Regions from separate parts of the Mus musculus genome. Here region 1 is linked to region 2. Evidence: chromatin contacts called from public Hi-C data. All regions are on one chromosome and are shown on one strand. The core of a region is the stretch at or near the end of the contact, and the rest is flanking DNA. Distances in the headings are between cores, read along the strand shown. Region 1 overlaps Parp11 (poly (ADP-ribose) polymerase family, member 11). Region 2 holds the start of Parp11 (poly (ADP-ribose) polymerase family, member 11).

Evidence for each region. Hi-C and Micro-C count contacts between places; a contact is called where the count stands out from the background.
Region 1: a contact with region 2 is called in a Hi-C map of Sertoli cells, with 3 times the contacts expected there. The contact joins the enhancer-like site here to the promoter of Parp11 in region 2. A contact is called at or near these places in 1 of 39 promoter capture datasets (macrophages), 1 of 15 datasets of contacts at CTCF or cohesin (CD8 T cells), 4 of 484 Hi-C or Micro-C datasets (Sertoli cells, double positive thymocytes, granulosa cells and 1 more), 7 of 115 datasets of contacts at active chromatin or transcription factors (the HPC-7 cell line, the SCID.adh cell line, bone marrow-derived macrophages and 1 more) and 1 of 9 other capture datasets (pancreatic islet).

Annotation. Positions count from the first base shown.
Region 1 is chr6:127,491,557-127,496,581 of GRCm38.p6, forward strand. It overlaps Parp11 (poly (ADP-ribose) polymerase family, member 11), which reads left to right. Exons shown (of 9, transcript NM_181402.4): 9 at 1-2,705. The coding sequence ends at 179. Among named protein-coding and RNA genes, the nearest start is that of Parp11, 40 kb to the left of the region's middle. Within about 2 kb of position 2,420, at least 10 of the 459 cell types and tissues checked have an H3K27ac peak or open chromatin away from gene starts, as enhancers often do. A contact at or near this core is called in Sertoli cells, where this site is marked.
Region 2 is chr6:127,451,849-127,456,954 of GRCm38.p6, forward strand. It overlaps Parp11 (poly (ADP-ribose) polymerase family, member 11), which reads left to right and starts at 1,779. Exons shown (of 9, transcript NM_181402.4): 1 at 1,779-1,974.

The DNA of each region.
Region 1 (5,025 bases), core at 1,170-3,669, 40 kb after region 2:
CTCGAGTGCTAATTGGTGATTACATAAATGGAGACTCGAAATACATGAGACCTCCTTCCAAAGACGGGAGCTATGTGAATTTGTATGACAGCTGTGTGGATGACACCTGGAACCCAAAGATCTTTGTGGTTTTTGATGCCAACCAGATCTACCCTGAGTACCTGATAGACTTCCACTGACCCTGCCTCCCAGGCTCAGTGGTCAGAGCTTTGCTCTCTCATTACAGGAGGATTTGATCCTCTGTCTCCTAGCCACTAATATAAATATTGGATTCTTTTGAAACAGATACAGAAAAGAAAGCGGCCTCAGTATATAAAGAAGTACTGGCTGTCAGGTTGGTTATATGTTGTTCTGTTTCTGTCTGTTCCGGTTTTGTTAAAGACCGATGCTGTTGCCATCTTAACATACAGGAGAAAGAGCTACTTCTCAAAACAGAATAGGTTGAGTCTCTCATTACCATGATCAGACAGTCTTCAAAGTGCACACGCATGTGACCAGGTCAAATGATTTTAGTTTTTGTACCCTATTAGGAGAACTGGACTTTTATAAATTGAATTTTGGCATTATTATCTATCAATGAACATGTGACTTTGTTGGTCTTCTGAAGGGGGAATTAAAAATCCCGAAACAGCCCCTGGTGCTCAGCGAAGTAAGAAACAAGGACATTGTCTGCTGTGCTGGTAGGTAAGCCAGCAGAAGAGAGACAGGGCAGAGCCTGCTTCTCACTGCTAGAGGAAAGTGGTCTGTAGCCCCAGAGCAGTGCACACTATTCTCACCCATCTCCCACAGTTGAGCTGAGCACTGCTGCTAAGGGTCACTAGCTCACAGTTCAGCTTCGAGCAGTCTGTCGTCCCTGCCCCAACTTATTTATTTCCTTTGTTTTCCAAGCCCTGCAGAGGCTTTATTGGTCCTCCCACAACCCCTGAGACACACATAGCTGTTCCATGGTGATTCCTAAGAACCACACGTGTTAATAGTTGGTGTCATTCTCTTTTGAATGATTGTGAAGAACATGAGATGCTGGGAAGAAGTCTGATTTCTTCTTTAGAGTAGTGATTGACAACTTCCAACCCCTGAGCAGCTATGTGCAACTGAGAGTTGTGCTCGTGGCTTTGTGTACCTGTCTGTTTGCCTGCTGTTCTGTCCCAAAGAGGAAGTGATCTGTACCAGCTAACTGCCCAGCGGTTTTCTAGCAGAGATGAGATAGCACTCAGGCATGATGCTAAGTGTTCAAGTGTCAGACAGGGAGCTGCCTGTATGATTGTCTCCCCAGCGCTGCTTTTTCCCTGATTCCTTGTGGGGAAGGAAGGTCATTCCTCCAGTCATATCACCCAGAACCTTTTCCTAGCTCTCAATACTGAATCTTGTCTCTGCTATCCCCATCCAGCTTTGGGTTCGAGGACTTGAGCACAGGTTAGCTTCTGGTGCCTGTATTGTTCTCTTCAGTCACTCAAATTGGGAAGCATCTAGAAAGAATATATGTGTGAAACAGGATTATGGATAGTGGCTTTTGTAAGGATAGCCATTCATTCAGCTTTGTAAACCATCAGATTCTCCTTCTGGCCCAGAATGTGTGTTATCGCACAGTGGGAAGTACAAGAGTGGCTCTCGGGAAATTATGCACAGTGCTTTGGCACACGGTGGCAGGAATGACTCCCTGGCTCAAATGTGGAGGTCCACCATTGGTTTAAGAAAGGCTAGAAAGGACGCATTTCAAAGCCACCAGTGGTCCCTGCAGCAGTGCCTGAAGGCAGAGTGGCTAGGTTGCCTGGCCGCTTTCAAGAATCAGTGTTAGAGGCGTTGGGAGTTCAGAGTGAACAGTCTCTCTTCTAGTTCTTTTCTCCTGGTTTTGTTTTTGTTTGTTTGTTTGTTTGTATGTGTGTGTGCGTGTTTGTTTGTTTTTCCAGACAGGGTTTCTCTGTGTAGCCCTGGCTGTCTTGGAACTCTCTCTGTAGACCGAACTGGCATGCAATGTGTTAAAGTCCCTCTTACATGGCTGTCTGCCCGCCTTCCTCTCCCCCCCACCCCCCAGCTCCATGCACACTTCTCTCAATACTTGAATGGAATGATTGTTGTAGTTGAGGTTGTTTCCTTCTAGACCTGTGCATCCGTGTCAAGGTGACTGAGAACGCAGGCAGTCTGTGCAATCACTCTCCCGTGTTGGCATGCATGAGGGAGGTTGGGGGGGGGGGTGTCAGAGAGGCCACCGTAAAGAAGCATTGCACCGCTGTTGTTGGGACAGACTGCCAACCCCCTTCATAAGGAAGACGTGATCTCGGTACGTGTTTTAAAATATAATAACGTAGAAGTCACTCGTGTTAACGTTGTACTGTTTTGTCTGTTCCATGTATAGAAGAACATCACTCCCTCTGCTCATCCCACGGAGTGGGAGGGAGAGCAAAGGGAGCTCGTGCAGAGTGGCGAGCTGTGCCGCAGGCTGGCTGAATAAACTCCATTGAGTACAAACTTGTCCTTTCTCTGCGGGGAGTCTAGCCTTTGGGTAAAAAGAAATGTGTTTATGGGAAAATGTTTTCCTGAATCTTTTATCTCCCACCAGGAATGTTTGAGATTAGTGGATTATTTCATTTCTAGACTGGTGGTGGAGGTGGTGATGGAGAATTCTGATATTCAATGTCTGAGTGTATTGTTTCTACAATTGTTGATTAAAGTTTTCTGTATCAGGTCTTGGCTGCCTGTGTGTGCTATATGTGTGCTTCTGGTTTCTGGGTCTTGGTTTCAACCTGAATTTTCCTCTCAAACTTCTTAGACTCTCAGGGAGTTCTCAGTAGATGTTGCTCTGGGGGCACTTCTTGGTCTTAGTTTTGGTCGTTGTGAGCAATAGCTGATCAAGTAACCTGAGGATGAAGATATGTCCTCGGCTCTGTTAGGAATTATGACTAGATCCAGGCCTGGTGGGTACATTACACTTCCCTTAAAGGTTCCTGGCTCAGAGGATCAGTTGTAGGGGTATGCCAGCCACTCCCACTCGCTGGCACTCCCAGCAATCTAAGATCAGCTTTGCTAAACAGAGCAAAGGGCAGCATGATAGACCTCGCCTGTGACCGTGACAGACATCCCCAAGATTGCGTCTCTGTCTGTCTAAATGTTCAACGGTAGTAAGCTTCACGTGATAAAATTACGTTGAGTTTTGGTTGGTAGTTAAGTGTACCATCTTCATGGGTGTTTCTGACTCAGTGGATCTGAAGAGATCCTCTGAGATCAACTGAGAAGTGATCTTATTCTGTCCCTGGTGGTGTGCCTCTCTTCACATTTCCTTCTCTCCTCGGAGAAAGGGGATCTTGCTTATTCATCTTTATTTCCTTTCTTTCTTTCTTTCTTTCTTTCTTTCTTTCTTTCTTTCTTTCTTTCTTCCTTCCTTTCTTTTGAGATAATGTCTCTGAGATAGTCTATGCAGGCCTCAAACTTTGTATACAGCCCAGGCTAGTTAGCTAACTTGCAGGTCATCAGATTACAGGATATGCCACCATGCCCAATCTGCTTTTTATTAATATTTAAAATACTTTTGGGAGCCTGGAGAGATGGCTCTGTGGTTAAGAATCCCTACAAGTCTTCCAGAGGACCTGAGTTTGGGTCCTCACACCAACTCTGAGTGGCTCACAGCCATTGGTAGCTCCAGCTCCAAGAGCAGTTGGTACCCATGGGCATCTGTACTTCTGTATTCATAACCCCCCCCCACATGTGAGCACATGCATGCACACACACACAATAAAAATAAAAACAAATAAAATATTTTTGGGGACCTGCGGAGATGGTTCAGTTGATAAAGTGCTCACTGCACAAGCAGGAAGACCTGAATTTAGACTCCTAGGACCTACGTGAAAAGCCAGGCATGGTGGTCCATGCCTGTGGTCCCAGTACTGAGCAAGTGGAGGCAGGAGGATCCCTGGGATTTGCTGGTACTATAAACTGAGAACATGGCCACTCTGTGGAATGGCTAAGGGGAGGCTTTTACTGTAGGTCTGAGAGAGAACAGCCAGAGGCATCTGGAAGAGTCCAGAGCAGAGAGAGAAAGCAGTGGACTGAACTTGGCCATGAGAGCAGAGCAGAGCAGAGCAGAGCAGAGCAGAGCAGAGCAGAGAGCAGAGAGCAGAGAGAGAACAGAGAGCAGAGAGCAGAGAGAGAGCAGAGCAGAGAGCAGAGCAGAGAGCAGAGCAGAGAGCAGAGCAGAGCAGAGCAGAGCAGAGCAGAGCAGAGAGCTGGAGATGCGGGACTGGGGGAAACTGAGAGATGAAGACAGTGCAGGCAAAAGAGGAAGCTTAGCCAGATTAGCAGGGTTATAAGGAGAATGAGATGGGGAGAGAGGTTCCAGAGCTGGAGGATTCCAGGGTAGGGGAGGAGGTGAGAAGGGCCAGAGTGCCAGCGTGGCTCTGAAATGGGTAATGGGTACTTGCAATGCTGGAGGCCAGCTGTGATTTTGTATGCTAATAGGCACCACGGGTAGCTATTTGTCCCTTTTGCCCGCGGAGGGGGGCATGGCTCCTTTTGATAGAGGGGAACCAGCTTCACAAGTTTCCTGAGGAAGGCTGGCTTTTGTCTTAACTACCAGAATTGGGGGAATCGAGTTTCCTTTGGACCTGACACTGGGCAGCTGCTTTGGCTGAGTCAGTGAGCGCTACATTCAATAAGAGACCCTGTCTTAAACAGTCAGGTGGAGAGTGATGGAGGAAAACACCATGAAGTGTGCCTCTGGCTGGCCTCCAGCTGTATGCATGTGTGTGCACGCACACACAAATACTTTGCTTAATACAGTGATGACTTCTTAGTGAAATTATACTTCTAGCTAGAGAAAGCTAGAGAACACTTGAAAGGTCACGTAAGATAGAAAAGAAAGCAAAACATTCTTTGAGTGTTGACCAGGTGTCAACCTCCATGTCTGACCAAAGTCGTTTTGGTGGGTACTTCAGCAAACTAGTAGTGTGTGTGTGTGTGTGAGAGAGAGAGAGAGAGAGAGAGAGACAGAGACAGAGACAGAGAGACAGACAGAGACAGAGACACAGAGGCACA
Region 2 (5,106 bases), core at 529-3,028:
TGGAACATTTGAGATGACCTTGAGCTACACGAATAGATCCTGATTACTTTTAATAAGCTGTAGTATCAGGATGATGCTAGCTAGCCTTGAGAAGGGAGCAGTAGCAATTGAAGCAACTGTGGGCTAGTCCTTTTCAAGGCCGAGTGGGTCTCGACAAGGCAAGTTAACCAGGGAAGTTAGGACAAAATCTTTTGAGGGTTGAGAGTTATACTTCATTTTCTTTGAAGCCTTAAGAGTTAGCAAGGTGATATGACACGGTAAGTTTACAAAAGTCAACAGCTTTCCTAAATTAGAGCAATGAAAACTGTTTCACTTGGAAAAAAAAAAACCTATAAAATAGCCAAATCAAACACATAAAGGTTGTTGTAAAAATAGCTTTAATGTACTTAAAGATATCAGAGACCTAGGCAGGAGGGGCATAACTCAGTGGTGGAAGAGGTGTTTAGCATGTGTGAGGTTCTGGGTTCATATACCCAGCCCAGCCCGACTCCCGACACATGGCCTGAAATACAGGAAGAAGTGTGTTCTGGATGAGAACTCATTATTTTGAAAAAAACTGAAAAAGAAAATTAGGAGATATTTCTTATCAAAGAGCAAGTACATTAGGAATCTATACATTATAATAGCATGGCAAAGCATAGGAATAAGCAGAGGATTAGCAGATAAGAATATTCAGGAATATATGTATATATGCATATGCATGCAAATTTAGCAAATGTACTTCAAAGTAGTAAGAAAAAATAATTATGCTATGCAATAAGTATTTGGGCAACTGGTTAACCATTTGGCAACAATTTTTAGAATTTCTTATTGAACAGTATCATTTCTAAGAATTCGTTCCAAAGAGGTTAATGAATGTCTGAACAAAAATAGTGATTATAGTAATTTTTGTTACATAGTAACTTGTGTCTCTCACAGTAGATTATTTAAGATATGTGTGTAACATGTAAACTATGGAATGCTATAGTCTGAAGAAATAGATTCATACACATGGGAATGGAAAAATATATTAAAATGTAAAAAACAATCAGGTTCTGAATCTGTGGTCATTCTTTGACCTATTTTTAAAAATACACCTATAGTCTCACACTACTTCTTTGCCTTTAAGAATATTCTTCCATCGTACCTCTTTTGTGACCGGTGTAAGAACCTATTTGAGGCCTTAGCATTCAAGGCACTCAGGTAAACCTGCTTGGAAACCTCCATATTTGCCATGCTGTCTAAAATTTCACGTTTTTACATTCTTGCGTTTCCAAATTACTTTTTGCTTTCTTCTGTCGATTCTAAAATCCACGAGGACAGGGACAACATATTGGTCAGTGTTCACGTCCAAGCCCAGTGACACGTGGCCAATAGCTCCCTTTATTTATTTATTATTTTCTAGATTGCAAACACCTAAGCACCTGATTTCAGCAAGCTCATTTACACCCTCAGGTAGAACTATCATCACCTCCAATTCGAGGATGTTGCAAACAACAAAGAGGTTTGAAGCTTTAACCTTTAAGCCATTGGTCGAGTTGTGCTTCTCAGGCCTAGTACTTGGTTGGCCACTAAACTCGGTATAAGGTGATCTTTAATAAACGTAGGTTCTGCATGGAGGAAACGCAGCCTGCCACGCTTGACGATCACGTGGTGGGTATGATGGCCGGCTTCAAACAGCTTTACCACACAGGTAAAGGCGGCCCGCGACAGCACGCGCGGAAGTTCCAAGGGCGCCATAGAGGCGGAGCGAGTTTGCGGTGGGCGGGACCGCCACTGATTGGCTGGATCCAGGCGGAAGTCGGGAGGTTCGATGGTCCGAAGACGCCAGCTTGTGACGGGGAGGGGGAGAAGGAAGGCTTCCGTAAAGGGTGCCTTTCGGTCCTTTCGCTCCTGGGGACCCTCGGAAAAAGCCCACCATATCGACCCCACGGCTAGCCCCTCCCCCAGGCTCTCTCCGCTCGATTTCGCACCGTTATGTGGGAAGCGAATCCGGTGAGTAGCCGGCGGGACGGGGCGGGCCCAGTGGGCGGGGTTGCCTGAGAAGGGCGGGGAGGCGTTCCCGGGAACTCGCCCCCGCGGTGCCTCAGGCTGGGGGTTTGCGTTCCGGGGTCGTGGCTGTCCCGCTTCGCGGGGGCCTCCTGCGGGCCGTGGACTCGCAGCTTTGAGCCGTGGGAGCGTTCGGTGGCCGCTTCTACGCTGTTGCTTTCCTTTCCCGATTGTTGATTTTACTTCCGGGGGCTTCTCTGTCTTCGCTTTTTTCCCTCATTTTATATTTTGTATTCTGCTTTCCAGTTGAAGTTACTGGCTTTCGAACCTGCTAGTTCCTTTCGACCCCCGCACCCTCGTTGCTCCTTCTTTTTGGAGCTACAGAGCATGGAGGATCCTCTATATGAGTTTCAGGGGATGACGTTCTTAAATGTTTTCTTTCCGTGGTTAGAACAATGATCTGGAATCCTTTGTTTGCCTTCAGTAGGTCTTATGTCTGCAGGCATTTTTTTTTAATACTTGCTTTCATTCATTGGTTCGTTCGTTCATTCATTCGTTCGTTCATTCAAACTCCTACCCGCCATGAATGAGGATTCAGATCTATTTGTCAAGAGTATTCAGATCTTGTTATGGGAATGTAATAGTGAGAAAAATGTACGCTGAACTTAAAACTTCGGGGTCGATGGGCAGAATCGCATTTCAAGAAATTTGTGGACTTAGTTTGTGAAACTACCTCAGAAGCTGAGCTAACCATTAATTTGACTTCAATAACCCTCTAAGTCAATACTTGAAGTAACCCTTTTGCTTTCCCTCACAAAACCAGTAACCTACTTCCTACTTAAGTGTATTATCAGTTAAGTCTATCAGTAAATTTTCCCACGTCTGAAAGTTAGTACCTGATTAGAAATGAGCCCATGAATTGGGATTCAGTCCACATTGTAGTTCCATTCCATCCCATTCCATCATGACAGTTACCAGATAGTTTTGATTCATACACTAATACTGTCATCAGATCAGGGCAGAGGAAAGTATACGTTTGGATGTGATTTTAGCAAAATTGGGATAGCTGTTCATACATACACGCTGTTCACTGTTAACTATTAAGTGTCATCAGTATCCATCTCTTACATGTCAATATGGAGTTGGTTTTTACCAGCCGCCCCGCCCCTTTGTGTTGATTTCCCCACAACATACGTCAGCAGTGTATATATTCTGTTCAAGGTCACGTACTTCAAATCCTCTGAGTTGTGTGTTCAACTAGAGAACAGCTCCTGTTGCACAAGAAATGCTTGTTGAATTCTTGACAGTGACTGGCACAGGAATGCACTAAGGGTTCTGTGCTCACTCTGTACCTCTTTCCTTCAGGATCACACTTCTATCTGTATTGTTGGGCCATTTATACCCTGGTGAGAATTACAAAGGATCTAGTGAGGGTTTCATGTGTTTGGTTTATTATAAAAACCATTTTCTTGGGGAAAAAAAGGGGGGGTGGGAGGGAGCACTCTTCTGTGAAATCATAGGTAAGACTTTTAAGTTTTGCTAAGCAAGCTGACTTTTGTTATTACTAATGAACACACAGCCTTGTGTTTTCTGTGCTCTGGCCCATCCTCATATGGCTGAGTTCTGTTGGTATTGTTTTTCTTTATTTTGGTTTTGGCCTTGATTGTTTACCTTTTCTTCTCCTGTGAGCACCAGAATGTTGTCAATAAACACAGCTTAGTTTTTGAAAAAAATATCTCATATGTTTATGGGTGTTTTGATTGCCTGTATGTTTGGGTACCACATCCATGCAGTGCCCTCGGATGCCAGAAGAGGGCATTACATTCCCTGGCATTGGAGTTAGCTGCCATGTGGGTGGTGGGACTCAAACCCTGGTCTTCTGGAAGACCTTAACCATGGAACTGTCTCTCCAGCCCCCACAGCTTAGTTTTGATTTGACTTTCTTTATTTTTTTTTTAATAAACTTGGCATTCGTGGCGTTCACTAATAATTTGTGAGTTTCTTTTGATGGACGGGGCACCTGCAAAGCTTGTCTAGCTCTGCCCAAGGAATAAAATTGCCATCGTAAGCCATGAACATCTGGGAGAATTTAAAATCCAAGTAGAAAAGCAAAGCAAACCCTAAGCACTGTGTACAGTGCCAGGTACAGAGAAAGTGCTTCCAAGACCAAAGAGGGAGGGGTTGTCATAGTTACTGTTTTATTGCTGTGAGGAGACACCATGACCAAGGCAGCTCTTACAAAAGGAAGCAATTACTTGGGGACTTGCTTACAGTTTCAGAGGTTTAATCCATTATCATCGTGGTAGGAAACATGATAGCATGCAGGCAGGTGCTGGAGAAGTAGCTGAGAGTTTTAAATCCTGATCTGTAGGGAGGGAAAAAGGGAGGGAGAGAGACAGAGACAGAGGGAGAAAGACCAAGAGACCAACTGATCTGGCTTGGGCTTTAGAAACTGCAAAGTCCACCCCCAGTGACACACTTCCTCCAACAAGACCCCAATCCTTTCAAACAGTTCCGCTCCCTAGTAACTAAGCAGTCAAATACAGGAGCCTAGAGGGGTCATTCTTGTTCAAACCACTACATTCTATTCTCAGCCCACATAGGCTAGTAGTCACATCATAATGCAAAAATGCAGTCAACCCAACATCAGTCCCCATAGTCTATCCCAGTCTTAACACAGTGTAAAAGTTCAGAGTCTCTTTTGAGACTTATGGCATTCTCTTAATTGTAACCCCTTGTAAAATCAAAGTAAAAAAGGAGACCACATATTTTGAACATGCAGTGACGCAGGATATATGTTACTGTTCCAAAAGGGAGGAAATGGAGCATAGTGAGGAAATGCTGGACCAAAGCAAGACTGAAAGCCAGCAGAGCAAACTCCAAATTCTCCATCACTACGTCTGAGGTCAGAGGGCTCTTAGGTCTCCAGTTCCTTTCAGCTTTGTTGACTACATCACACTTTTCTGTCTTTGGCTAGTTCCACCTTCGGTCTGTAGCTGCTCTTGGCAGGTGTCTCATGATTCTGGCATCTTCAATATCCAAGCGTCTCCAGTGAAATGCCAACTTCACTTTCACAGCTTCACTCAGTGACTTCTCTGGGCCTTCATGAAGAGATAGCCTTGACACACACCTGGCCTC